Linked DNA regions of Mus musculus: regions 1, 2 and 3 are each linked to region 4. The links are chromatin contacts, called in public HiChIP or PLAC-seq, Micro-C and promoter capture Hi-C maps. All regions are on one chromosome and are shown on one strand. Each heading gives the region's core, a stretch centred on a gene start, on an enhancer-like site or on the middle of the called end of the contact. The rest is flanking DNA. Distances are from core to core; before and after follow the strand shown.

Region 1 (3,034 bases), core at 196-2,695, 930 kb after region 4:
TGATCACCCTCAGTGCCCACAACCAGGGCCTGCTCTGCTGTGTAGGAGTGCTTGAAGGAGCCTGTGTTTTAGATAGCAAACTACAGGATCTCCATGACACAGGGCAACAATAGGCTCTCCAAGAGGAGTCCCAGGGAAGTTCCACTACTGATGGAGTAGCAGAAGGCAGATGACTCACTCCATGAACAAAGCAAAGAAGTGTGGACAGAAGTGTGGACAAAATCATATGCATGGGACATAGTGTGACATACTACAGCTTCCACGGTGAGATTTTTTTCCCCCTCTGTTAGTGCAGATGTTGAAAGTGTGGAGGGCACATACAAGGGGAGGGGAGATGAGTGGGATTGGGGTGTATGATGTGAAATTCAAAAGAGAACCAAAGTATTTTACAAAAGATTGAAGACATGAGCCAGACTGGAACAGAACCTGTTGCAGAGTTGTAGACGTGAGCTGTGCACGAGTCTTGTGATGAAGACAAACAGATAACTGTAACAGGGCCACCACATACAACTGTATAGGCAGCTACATACCTTCAGTGGAAGATGTTCAAATAGACTGATAATTAGTGGTGCTGCCAGGTTAACCCTCACACCTAGTTTTTCCTTTCCTGTGTTAACCAAAATTTCCCTAATGTCGCTGCAAGAAAATAAAGCTTTAGAGATTAACTTTGTACTGTAAGAATATATAACAATTAAGTTTGTAGGAAGAGACAAAAAGGAGAATTTAAACAAACTTGTACAGATAGAGCAGTCTTTATTTAATGTCAGATGGTGGCATCCTAAGTCCTGACCATGCCAGGGTCTGATGTCTTCTTTGGCAACCACTGGGTGACTGGGGCTGGGGCTGGGTCAGCTGCTTTTCTTAGGAGGAGGAATTCCTTTAACATAGAAAAAGCTTTCTACTTGTAAGTAAGGCCGCAAGAAAGTAAAGCTTACGCAGTTGCATAATGCTGAAAGAGCCACGGTTGTGTTGGAATGCACACCCACCAGCTCTCAATAACCACTTAGTATCTCTCCCCAGCCATGTGTTGGGTGACACCACAGAGGTAACCTGAAGTCAGGCAGGATGGTTTATTTAGACCACAGACATTGCCAGGTACTCAAAGGCAGGGCCTCTCTACTCTCTGCAGTTCTGTATGTGTCATGGAACTATATCCTCTCTCCAAGGTTTGATGTTTCATCTCAAGAATGGGGAGGGGGGAGTAGGGAAGGGGAAAGGCATCTTGAGTGACCTGTCCTTATTCATCATTAGTTCTTCATAATTGTATGAATTCCCAGAATGAAGAAGAAAAGTTCCGGAGCAACGTATTTTGTCAAGCTTTTCTTACTCACTTTTAGTTAGATTAGAAAATGTTATTTAAAGTGGTTAGTATGATTCAGACAATGGACACATGGACATTTCCCTAAGGTCTTATAAATTACCATTTGATTTGTGAAGTGGATGCTCTGCCAGGCATTGTGCTGCACTATGTGTGACTCATGCTTATTCGCTCATTTGGCTCTCACAGCTGTGTTGTGGGGCCAGGAGAGCCCGGATCACAGATGAGGGAGGGGAGGCCCTGAGAAGTCGGTGCCTTCCCAAATGTCCCAGAGTTGGAAAACATCCAGCTTTGGTGCCTTTGTTGTCTGTGTAACATATGTGGATACCAGATATATAAATCATACCTTGAGCCCATGCAAATATCAAATTACATGTGGTGTCAAATCAATAAAAATCTCTAGGTAGAAGCTAAAATGAAAGATCTAACTCTTGATATCAAAGGCAGAATGAAGTTTAGTCTATAGGGAAAATTGTAAATTTCCCTTGAAAAAACATTCTAGCCTTGGGATTTCATATCTGTAGGCCTCTATTGGAAGCCAATAATAGTTGCTTCAAAGAAGGATCAACACCAGAGTGGGTTGAGGAGAGGGCATCAGGCAGGCTCTGTAGACTGAAACTCCCAGGCAAGAGTAGCCTTGTCCTTGGAGACTTTATTGAGAGAGAAAAGAGGAACCTTCATAAAACGGTTATTTCCATGCTCTCAAAGTATCTGGAATATTTTTTGAAACACTGCAATTAATAAAAATGTGTTTGGAGTTGACTGTCAAACTCGCTGAAGATGAAAAAATGTATGTCTTCAACAATAACAGCATTTGAATCATATAGTGTGTGTCTGGCAGATATTCTTTCCCAATGACCAGGCTAATTCAAGTGTATACCTGCTTAGAAGTGCAAACGAAAGCCTATCAGAAGCAAAGAGGAAGAGGAGGAGGAGGAGTAAGGGAGCCAGTTATAGGACTGCAACAATCACACAACAGTTACAAGATTGCGAATTTGCAAATATCTAGGACTCAAAGCCCAGAGCAATGGCACTGAGCTTGTGCTTGTACCATCTAAGGAATTGGGGAGCACACCAGACATTTCAGTATCTAATGGAGTGAGAGCCAAGTTCTAAGGTTTGCAAATGTTAGCCTCCTCTAAGGAGCTTACCCAGAAACTCATATGACCCATGGTCTTGGGGACATTGGAAGGCACATTCATAAATAACATAGTTATGGATAGCATAGCCATGGATTCCTTCTGGTTTGTTTCCATTTCATTAAAACTTTTAACCTTGTGGGTCATACAATATTAAAAACATAACCAACAGGCAGGAGAATAGAGAATCAGGAAGGATTAGGAAACTTCTCAAGCTGTTTAGTTTTTAGCTGCTCTGGGAAATGACTGATTCAATGGTAAAGCCAGGCCATAGGACATACTTGGGGCAGATAACTAGGTTTTGATAACGTATCTATCAAATCAAATGATGTATAGCTGTCCTTCATATTCACAGAATCAACATCCACAGAATCAACTACCTTTCGGTAAAGAACTGTCAGAAAAAGAGTTGAAATGAATATGCATAGTCATTTTTCTTGTCATTCTTCTCTAAACTCTACAGTCCAGTAGCATTTATATCTCACTGGGCATTGTAGACCACCAAAAGATGATAGGACATGTACAGGTAGATATTCACTGGTGCTGTGTAAATACTACACCATTTAATACAAGGACC
Region 2 (3,434 bases), core at 56-2,555, 640 kb before region 4:
CCACCACCAACAACAACAACAATAAAAATAAAAACAGCAACAAAACCCAGCAGGCCTCCTGCAGAGACCACTCCCTTTAGCCTGTTCCTCAATGAAGAAGTGTGGGGAGCTCCCTAGACCTTCACACCTTGGCCTGGGAGAGACACGGGAACTACACTAAGGGAACTACTAGCTCCTCCTTGGAGTTGTTCTGGAGGACAACCGACTGGGCATCTCTGTTTATCTACAGGTGCTTCCCAAACAGTAGGGCACTGCATTGACATTCTCAACGCCTCTGACAAGCAACCTCTAGGACCCTTCACTAACCAAAGGACGATCTGGCTTCTTCTGAAAAGTTACATCCAGTGTGTGTGTGTGTTGTAATCTAGTTCTAGTAAAACTTAATGAATGGGTTCTTCCCTCTTGACGCAGCAGGGCAAAAGGTAACGGTAAAGTGAGCTAAAAGGGTCTGAAGCAGGGAAATCGTTCGGTATGGGGTGGGGGGGAGGAGCATCTCCCTTTGTGGGAAGTGTATTTTTCTAGAAGGCCTTTTGATCATGATAGGACTCCAGGGGTTTATTGATTAGACCAGAAAAGAGCACGAGCTAAGGGGATGAAGCACGTACAGTACCAGCCACAATGTGGGTACTATGCCTGCTCTTGGAAGTAGAGCAGGTACTACGGGGATCCCTGGGTTCTAGCCATGACCTCAAACAACTCGAGAGTTCCATGCTCCCGGGCTTGGGTCTATAAATGGACAGAGATGACCGCCCATAGAGAAGGTGGTGTTGTGCAGGCTGAGCACCTCGCCCACCAATTGCCATGAACATCGCTGGTGAAGTTGGCCCCTCTTGCCCATTTCTTCTCCCCTCCTCTCTTCCACTTCCCCTTTCAATTCGTCAACTGCTGAAGCGTAGCCCAGAGGATACCGCCTCCTCGCAGCGCGCCGGAGACCGTCCCCAAGGTGCTAGTCTTTGTGTCGGGAAAACTTTGAGAGGAAGCGAGGGCGCTGGACAAAGAGCGAGCGACGCTAGGCGTTTGCCAAGCAGCCCCGGGTGCTCCGAGTTGTCTGGCTCAGCTCAGTCTCCGGGTCGCTTTCGATGGCCGGAGCCCAGCCTTCCTAGGCCGGGAGTGGCAAGCTCCCTGAGCCCTCTCGGGCAGGAAAAGCAAAGGCGGGTGGGTGGCCGCTAGAGTTAGTGGGAGGAGACCAGGCAAGGCGCGGAGCAAAGCTGTCAAACTGCGCCTGGAGCCCAGTGCGGGGCGGGGGGGAAAGGGGGGGGGGAGAAGGAGGGAGGGGAGGGGAGGGGCGGGCAGGAGCGGAGAGAGAGCGAGCGGGCTCGCCGCGCCAGAGCAACCCTTGTCTGTTGCTGCTGCTGTCGCCTTGGCCGCCGCCGGCCAGGACTCGCCCGGAGCGCAGGGTGTGTGCCCTGCTGCGCGTGGAGCGCGGAGGCTCCTTCAGCCCCAGCTCCTCGCCCCGGCCCGCGCGCGGGTCCCGGAGGGCACCGACCCCACCATGCAGCTGCAGTTCCGGAGCTGGATGCTGGCCGCGCTTACGCTGCTCGTGGTCTTCCTCATCTTCGCAGACATCTCAGAGATCGAAGAAGAAATCGGGTAAATAGCCTCCCTGAGCCCGTGCCCCATCCCCGGCGGGATCTCTTCTTCCCCTGGGCTCCTTACTCCCCATCCGCTTTGTGTGCGCCGCGCCCCCCTGTCGCTCAGCTGGAGGGATAGTGCCGGCGGTTTGGGCTGGGGGTGGCAGTGTCAGGGGCCCGGGACGCTTTAGGGAGTGGATGATGGGGGCGCGGCTGCCGAGGGGCGTCCCCGGGCGGGGTGCACGGGCAGCTGTAGCCGCGCGGCGTGGGGAAAGCGGACTCACCCACCCTGCTCCCTGTCCCCTAGTCCCTTCCCCCGGCGTGTGCGCGCGCGGTGTCGCCGGGGTCGAGGGAGGGCGCCGGGGAGTGTCTCGGGCGGGTAGAAGGACGGAGAGTGGAGGCAGGCAGGAGTTTCTTTGTCTCCGGCTCGGCCGTTTTCTCGCCTTGGCAAAGTGGGCAGGGGGCGCGCGGGGGATCTCTGAGCTGGGGGAGGGGAATCCCCTGGCGGGAGATGAGTGGGAAGGGCTCCGTACCGACTCCTGGGAAGGGGAATGTGCCCTGAACACACCGGTACGCACCCACGCCTCCCGCCGGCCAGCCCAGGATCCGGGCGTGGGGGGTAGCACCGCTAAAGGTGTGGCGCGCGGTGCTGGAGACCAGGGCTCTCCCCTGGCTTTGGGTGCTCTGACAACCCTGCGACGGCCCCAGGCAACCCCAGGTTGCTGAGCGCTCACAGCCGGCGCCAAGACCCGGGGAGGTTGTCGGAAAGTCTCCAACGCCGCCCGGTGGGCTTCGGGGTCCCCAGGAGCGCGCGATCTCAGCTTGTCCCTATCTCTTCAGAGGTAGGCGGGACCACACCTCCAGCTGTGCCTGGTTCGGGACTTCTTGGAATGAGCTGTCTAACTGAGCTGGGCTCATCAATCAGGGTGTCCCGTGGGCTGAAGCTGGCTCCCGATCCTACAGTCTTCTGCACGCGGAGCCCGACCCATGTCCGGAGCCTCCAAACCGTGGTGGAACATGTAGGAAGGCAGCAAGGCTCTGAGGTGGCCTTCAGTAAAAGGGTGAGGTCCCTGAGAGCACAGGAGGCGGATTTGATTCTCTGTGGGATTAGTGAGGAGCCAAGCTCAATCAAACAAGCGTCCTGTGCTGCGTGCGCCCCTCCTTTGTCCAACTTCGTTCGTAAGGATATAAGAACAGAGAATGGATGGGTCCTGCCTTCAGATCCCTCCAAAACAGAGAGAGTCCAGAATCCAAGATGCTGAGGCCCTAGGGACCCTAACCTAATAGCAGGTGCCTCTTCCTACCCTTTGCTTTCTCTCTCCCACTCACTGTCCCTTTCTGTAACCCCACAAACCATTCTATGGACTCCACTATGTTTCAAGAGTCCCTCTCTGCTTCATTCCTCTCGTCCTCGGTTTCCCCAAGAACTCCGAAAACTTTCACTTAATGTTCAGTTAATACACTCTGTGCCGCCAGCTTCTCGGCAGAGACAGAAACGAACTGCTTTCCCATAGCTTCTCTCCTGGTGTGTGGTCGGAACAGAAATTGGTGCAGTCACATTCTGAGATATGGACTAAAGCGCTCCCGGGTCACTAGATGACTTTGACAATGGGAAAAGGAAAGACCTTCAGATGCCTACTTCTTCTGGGGTGTGTGTGTGTGTGTGTGTGTGTGTGTGTGTGTGTGTGTGTGTGTGTGTGTGTGTGTATACATATGCTCCCACTTCCAGGAGCAGGCATCCCGGCTCATCAATTCGCTGAACTTTTTACTGAGTCTCTTCTATGTGCCAGGGACTTTTAATTTTTAAAATGTAATGAGAAGATCAGTTACACGTGGTGTCTCCCATTCCTGCCAAAGGCATCT
Region 3 (3,210 bases), core at 502-3,001, 860 kb after region 4:
GCAAACACAGAAGTGGATGCTCACAGTCAGCTAATGGATGGATCATAGGGCTCCCAATGGAGGAGCTAGAGAAAGTAGCCAAGGAGCTAAAGGGATCTGCAACCCTATAGGTGGAACAACATTATGAACTAACCAGTACCCCGGAGCTCTTGACTCTAGCTGCATATATATCAAAAGATGGCCTAGTCGGCCATCACTGGAAAGAGAGGCCCATTGGACTTGCAAACTTTATATGCCCCAGTACAGGGGAACACCAGGGCCAAATAGGGGGAGTGGGTGGGCAGGGAAGTGGGGGTGGGTGGGTATGGGGGACTTTTGGTATAGCATTGGAAATGTAAATGAGTTAAATACCTAATAAAAAATGGAAAAAAAATAGTGGAAATAATTTACATTTTGGAATCATTCAAGTTGGTACACGAGGGACAAGAGCAGCGAGCCTTCATAGATTTCTACAAAGTGAGACCTTGAGAAACAATAACAAACAAAATTTAAGGGGAAGATTCAGTTCCTTGGGGTTTTTAAAAAATATTTTTATTAGGTATTTTCCTCATTTACATTTCCGATGCTATCCCAAAAGTCCCCCATACCCCCCCCATTCCCCTACCCACCCATTCCCACTTTTTGGCCCTGGTGTTCCCCTGTACTGGGGCATATAAAGTTTGCGTGTCCAATGGGCCTCTCTTTCCAGTGATGGCCCACTAGGCCATCTTTTGATACATATGCAGCTAGAGTCAAGAGCTCCGGGGTACTGGTTAGTTCATAATGTTGTTCCACCTATAGGGTTGCAGATCCCTTTAGCTCCTTGGGTACTTTCTCTAGCTCCTCCATTGGGGGCCCTGTGATCCATCCAATAGCTGACTGTGAGCATCTACTTCTGTGTTTGCTAGGCCCCGGCATAGTCTCACAAGAGACAGCTATATCTGGGTCCTTTCAGCAAAATCTTGCTAGTGTATGCAATGGTGTCAGCGTTTGGAAGCTGATTATGGGATGGAACCCTGGATATGGCAGTCTCTGGATGGTCCATACTTTTGTCACAGCTCCAAACATTGTCTCTGTAACTCCTTCCATGGGTGTTTTGTTCCCAATTCTAAGAAGGGGCAAAGTGTCTACACTTTGGTCTTCGTTCTTCTTGAGTTTCATGCATTTAGCAAAAGAAACTAAAGTCACCTAGCTGAGCATACCAGCTGCACTGGGGGAAGGTATATGTTCTGACCAGCTTTCTCAGGTGCTGTGGGAGGTGCAGTGGGGCCTCAAGGCATTGCTGGCCTCTGAAAAACACCAGTTCCCTTGGGATAGTTTCCACTGTGAGGCTACCCTTCTTGTGGAAAGCCTGTTATTACTTCCTAGGTCCTGAGGCTTCTTAAAGTTATATACATATATATCCCATATATCATATATATATATATATAGCATAGTCACATATATATTGAATTTTATATAAATCCGCATTTAAATATTTAAATCATATCACGTAGATTATATGTATAGGTATAGATTCGCATGTTCATCTGTTAGCAAAGCAGCTACATAGGAATCTGTAAATTCATAAATATCAGCAACAGTTAGTTTTGTAATTGAGGGATTTTTCATTACTTTGTTTTAAAAGGAATAATGCTTTGCAAATATTTAATCTTGGTTATTGCTTTATAGAAGATCGATTTATGAAAGTGAAAGGTCAGAATGTACAGAGAGAGTGGTGTTGCACAAGACCAGGCTCTTGCCAGGGCTGGAAGAGCAGGCTGGGCTTCCATGCACTAGAAGACAGTAAGCCAGTAAGCCAGGCTGGACAGACTGCTGTATGCCCAGAGAGGGAGACGTAGACAGACACATTAAAAGTGTCATAGGGCCCTAGCTTCAACTTTTTCAGCAACCCAGCTACATTTCCTAATATGGTCACGTTTTACAGCTGTGTGACAACTGACAAAGTTTTTCATTTGTGAAAGGAACGATACATTACTGAAATAGATACTGAGCAATTTACCGTGAATTAGCAAATACTGGGAAAATATCCCAAATAAAAGCATGAGTGCTTCTACTAATCTGGTTGTGATTCACAGCAAGTGCTTCGAGGGAGTTTCTGCATGACTAATTCTCTATTCTCTGAAGGAAATGTCCTCAGCAGAAAAGTGTTCCAAGCATTGAAATTCTGATGATGGACACTGACCCCAGGTCACCTTAAAAATGTGCTTTCTGGCTTTTTGGGGGGTGGAGGGGACAGTATTCCTATTCAGTTCTAGACTTTTCCTGTTCACTATCAAGTTCTGGGGGGTTTCAGAGCTTTATCTTTATTTAAAACATATGTCAGAAAAAGCAGGACTAAGAGATGCTTAGGCCAGTGGGCTTTAACCTTGAGGACTGAATGCAGCCTGAACCACTCAGCTGTTTCTGCTGATTGTAAAAAAATCACACCCACCTAATCCTCTTCGATTAGTCCCTCCTACTCCAAAGGGATATGAAATTGTTATTTGGACAATATGTGGGGGCAAGAAGGAGCTAGAGGACAGTGAAGTGGAGACCCCTGTTGAAGTCTTCTTGGGGGCACTGACTGAGAGGTAGCCAGAAACCAGAACCATCCTGGGAGGAGAAAGACACACATCAAAGCCTCCAGGGTCACACCTGCTGAGAAGCCATTCAATTTGTAAGAGGGAAAAGTAATCTAAGCCAGTTGAAATAAGAAAGGAATTTGCCTCTTCAACTAAAAATTCTTAAGATTAAGGCAGTTTCAGAGAGATTTTTTTTTTCAAATTGAGGGCTACAGTCCCAGCTCTTTATGTATCCCTCAATTCTTCTTGCTGTGTTAGCTTTCTTCCAACATCGTACCACTTCAGAAGATGGGGGAGAGTCAACAGGTGTCCCACGGTCACCAGCTATGCTCTAGAGTATCTGACTGTGTCACGTTGAAACTCGTTTCTTACTGTGGGCCTTATTCTTGAAGGAGTTGCTCTGTCCATAACTAAACCACCACACTGTTTATGTAAGAGCAGAAAACTTTGTACAGTCAAAGCAAACATTGCAATTCAAAGCACACAATGGCCTCGAATCTGAGCTGAGGTATTTGAGGTAGCAACAGTTGGCACTGCAGGGTAGGATGGTCTGCAGGACAAAGCATGCAAGTTGTTAGCTCATTATCATTAGTGCAGTGAAGCTGCCTGATGCAACTTGGGTAAGTGATGTAACACCTGGGATTCATTGCCTGTTTCATTTTTAGTC
Region 4 (3,466 bases), core at 522-3,021:
CAAGAGGCCATTTGGGGGTACACTGTTCCCTTTCAGTGGAGATGGCATGACGCTCTTTCCCGTTCTTCAGTTACCCTAAGAGCACACTTTAGCATCTAATCTCTTTTCTAAGAGTCAGGGCTTAACATTAACTTCACAAATCACTATATAGGTACAGATGAACTAGAGAGTAGTAAAGTGACCGTGACAGGCTTGCCAGATCCCTGGACCAGATGCCTAGGGACAAAGGCAGGTGACCGTTTACTTTATTTTTGCTAGAAGAACCCAAAACTACACAGAAGGGAATGGCAGTCCTGGAGGTGATATCCTGCCACTAATACAATTCGTCATTCGGTCCTGAGAGCTAAGCTCCGGGCAGCGGGTGCTCAAGCCCCGCTTACAGGATGGCCTGAGCACTAGAGAAACAGTCTTTCTGGACACGTTGGCTAGTTCCCATCTCTCCATCTCCTCATATAGGGGAACTTTGAGAACGCCCAACTTCATGGCTTGTGAGGAAGGTACAGATCACCATTTCCGCTAGATGGCGATATTTCCCCTAATCCATCCGCTTCAAGACACCCAATTTATAAAATAAATACAATCCAACGCCTTCCGAAACCACACCACATAATAACAGCACACAGGCTCCCATTAAAGTTCCAGTCTCAGGAAACTGACTCCCTCGTCGAGAAAATCTAATGCAACTACTCTAGTAAGATGCAATCAAGAGTTGCATCCAAGTGTCATTCATATTTGCACCGGTCCCCCAATACACCTGTCCCTCTACCCCTAGTTAACACTCAGGGATGAGCCATGGCTCAAGTCAGGCGCTGAGTCCTCGTGGTGCCTTGCCTTCCTCTTAGGAACGTCGGACCTTTTGGGACCCTTGCCCCTTAGCCACCACCCCAAGTCTAGCACACCGGACGCTCCTAAGCAAGGGTCACTCACACTGTACAATGTACAATGCCGACGGCCCCGGGGCAGGTGCGTTCATTTCCAGCTTCTGCAACCCGGGCCTGGGTTAAGTGAGAGAATCCGGTTTCACCGTGGGTCAGCGGGGTGATCAGATCTGTCAAGAGCTCTGTGGGTCAGGGGGGCTCTCGCCTCCGGAAGAGGTGGCCGCGCAGGAGAGAGAGCTCCAGGCGGTACACAGTGGGTGGGACAGGCGCCGGGTCTGCCCAGCCACGCGCAGCGCCTACTGCCCTCATGGCAGCATCTTAGGGGGCTGGGGGAAAAGAAAAAACACCAAACCACAAAACTTTCCTGCTGCCAAGTGCGAAGGCGAGTCATCCGAGGCAAAACCCTAAGTGTGTGAGATGAGACACCGGGTTGGGGGAGCCACTAATCAGTGAGGCGGCGGAGCGCAAGTGTCCGCAGCGCCTTGGGGACCTCAGGACCCCGTGCCCCCGCTGTCCGCGCTTACCTTGGCGGCTGCATGAGCCCCTCCAGCCCGCGGGGGGTTGGCGCTGGCGGGGCTGCGCGCGAAGACTAGGTGTAGGGCGGTCGCTCGTGGGCCCCTGGGTGAGGTGGGAGGGGCCCGGCTGGCGCTGGTCCCCGCAGCTCAGCGGACTCAGTAGCGACCCGGGGCGCTCCGCCTGCTCCCCGGCTGCATGCCTGCGAGCGCCTGGAGGAGCGAGCCTCAGGAGCGGCCGGCTGGCCAGTGCTTCCCGGGCGCAGGGCTCGGGCGGCGTAGCTTGCAGTTCCGAGACGCCTGCAGAGTAGGGCGGCCCGGGCTAACCTGCTGCCTCGCCCGGCCTGTCGCCGCCACCGCCACCGCTGAGCGCGGCGTCGCGAGGTTCGTTTGCGCGCGGCAGGGAGGGGGCGGGCCGGGCACCCCGGGAGCGGGCGGGGGGGCGAGCGCGGGCGGAGCGGAGCAGAGGGAGGGGGAGGGGTGGGGTCTGGGCTCCAAAGGCCCCGCCCCGCCGCGGTCCCACCCTTGCTGATCCGCGCTAGTGGGTGTGTGAGGACGTAGGGGGTGAGCCTGCAGAAAGCGCACACTCTCCCTGCGGGCTCGCGATCCCAGGGTTCGAGCAGCAAGTGCAGCGACCCTCCCTTCCGCTAACGCATCCAACTTTCTTAACCCTGAGCCAGGTGGCTTGGAGTCCACGTTTTCAACCTGGGAGCCTACGGTGGTTAGAGGTTTCCAATCGTGGATAAATATTGACATCTGCCGAAAGTCACCTTTGTTCTATAGGGATTTTACTCCTATTTAGAATCTTATTGGAAAAAATAAATAATATGTATATTGCATGCACAGTGCGCGAATACACGCAGTCTGGAGTAAACAGACTGTCTTGTACTCCCCCACCCCTCCCTCTGCAGTCCAGCTCAGAGGTAACCTCCGGTCACAGCGTCTTCCTCCCCCGCCCCGCACCCTTCTCGCATAGATTGCCAGAGGAAACTCCGGGCTTCTCAAAAGGATTCTTCATGCAGCTCACGCACACAGTGGAGAGCACAGCCAGCCGCCAGCAGCTCATCTCCAGGGTCTCACCCCAACACCACGTATAGGTCTGAAACCCTAGCTGGGGTGTGAAGTCAGCCGGGACACACAGCTCACACTCAAATTATCACTGAACAGTTAGCGCTGCCAGGATATTTTATACAGGGGTTACGACCCGATCTTCTCTTAATCTGAACCAAGCGCTGGAATTTTGATAGGATGAGAACTCTGTATTTAATGAAAAGGTATCGTCCGTATTAAGACCCTCGTCGTTATTTATGCTGTGGTCTTAAGGGATGTGGTTTTGAACTCAATGTTCTGCGTTTATTGGCCAAATGAATTAGACTAGTCTATAACTGAGCTATAAATAAACTCCATGTGCTTTTAGCAGGAAGGGATTGGGCCTTGCAGTTGGCCCCGTTTCTAAAATTAGCCTCGACCTTGGACAAATCTTTTAGGTCTGCTGAGCCTCAGTTTCCTTGTCTATAAATAAGGGAGTTGTACAAGAAAGTGTGTGTGTGTGTTTACATTTCCTTTTTGTACTCTATCATCCTCTGCTTGGGGACACTCCTCCAACCCTGTCCCCAATTCTCAAATCCCAGGTGTTGTTTTCCCTAGCTCTGACATCAATCTGTAATTATACCTTTATTTGTGGCCTTCTCATCATACTCAAGAGATCAGGAACCACCTTGGGGTCATCATGCCATCCTCAGCACCCAGGAGAGCCTGGTGTATAGCAGAGGCACAATAATTGTTATCACTTGGGTCATTTTCTTCCTCCTCCCCCTTGGGTTTTGGTTGTTTTGTTTTGTTTTGTTTTAACACTTTGCAGTCTTAGTCGTTTATTTCCTTTTTGTACATTAGGCCACGAATCTACATGCAATGGGCTCCAAAATCTCCGGCTCTTTTCCGTAGTCCTCACAAAGAGTGCTTCTCTGGATGGCACAGGCTGGCCCTTCAGCTGAGCCCAGGTGCCCTTCTCCTTAGCTTCCGTTTTCTTCTGATCGTTCTCCTTCACCCGCTTCAGGAGTTGTCTCTGCTCTTTGA

Evidence for each region. Promoter capture Hi-C pulls out the DNA fragments that hold promoters and counts their contacts. Hi-C and Micro-C count contacts between places; a contact is called where the count stands out from the background. HiChIP or PLAC-seq counts read pairs in DNA pulled down with a chosen protein or histone mark.
Region 1: a Micro-C map of muscle stem cells shows a contact between it and region 4, with 5 times the contacts expected there. The contact joins the enhancer-like site here to the promoter of Rgma in region 4. A contact is called at or near these places in 4 of 39 promoter capture datasets (the 3T3-L1 cell line, 3T3-L1-derived adipocytes, the HPC-7 cell line and 1 more), 1 of 484 Hi-C or Micro-C datasets (muscle stem cells) and 9 of 115 datasets of contacts at active chromatin or transcription factors (craniofacial prominence, embryonic basal ganglia, embryonic fibroblasts and 6 more).
Region 2: a contact with region 4 is called in a promoter capture Hi-C map of embryonic stem cells, with 7 times the contacts expected there. The contact joins the promoter of St8sia2 here to the promoter of Rgma in region 4. A contact is called at or near these places in 4 of 39 promoter capture datasets (the C10 cell line and embryonic stem cells), 2 of 484 Hi-C or Micro-C datasets (both in embryonic stem cells) and 1 of 9 other capture datasets (embryonic stem cells).
Region 3: a contact with region 4 is called in an H3K27ac HiChIP or PLAC-seq map of neural progenitor cells, with 15 times the contacts expected there. The contact joins the enhancer-like site here to the promoter of Rgma in region 4. A contact is called at or near these places in 12 of 39 promoter capture datasets (the 3T3-L1 cell line, 3T3-L1-derived adipocytes, the C10 cell line and 7 more), 4 of 484 Hi-C or Micro-C datasets (cerebellum, embryonic retina and uterus), 10 of 115 datasets of contacts at active chromatin or transcription factors (craniofacial prominence, embryonic basal ganglia, embryonic forebrain and 7 more) and 1 of 9 other capture datasets (embryonic stem cells).

Annotation. Positions count from the first base shown.
Region 1 is chr7:72,440,627-72,443,660 of GRCm38.p6, reverse strand. No RefSeq gene overlaps it. Among named protein-coding and RNA genes, the nearest start is that of Gm39035, 140 kb to the right of the region's middle. Within about 2 kb of position 1,445, at least 44 of the 459 cell types and tissues checked have an H3K27ac peak or open chromatin away from gene starts, as enhancers often do. A contact at or near this core is called in embryonic fibroblasts and muscle stem cells, where this site is marked.
Region 2 is chr7:74,011,553-74,014,986 of GRCm38.p6, reverse strand. St8sia2 (ST8 alpha-N-acetyl-neuraminide alpha-2,8-sialyltransferase 2) reads left to right here and starts at 1,305. Exons shown (of 6, transcript NM_009181.2): 1 at 1,305-1,590. The coding sequence starts at 1,493.
Region 3 is chr7:72,518,437-72,521,646 of GRCm38.p6, reverse strand. No RefSeq gene overlaps it. Among named protein-coding and RNA genes, the nearest start is that of Gm39035, 210 kb to the right of the region's middle. Within about 2 kb of position 1,751, at least 79 of the 459 cell types and tissues checked have an H3K27ac peak or open chromatin away from gene starts, as enhancers often do. A contact at or near this core is called in 3T3-L1-derived adipocytes, fibro-adipogenic progenitors, neural progenitor cells and 2 more, where this site is marked.
Region 4 is chr7:73,373,825-73,377,290 of GRCm38.p6, reverse strand. Rgma (repulsive guidance molecule family member A) reads right to left here and starts at 1,771. Exons shown (of 4, transcript NM_177740.5): 1 at 1,403-1,771. The coding sequence starts at 1,416. A730056A06Rik (RIKEN cDNA A730056A06 gene) reads left to right here and starts at 1,517. Exons shown (of 2, transcript NR_040325.1): 1 at 1,517-1,774.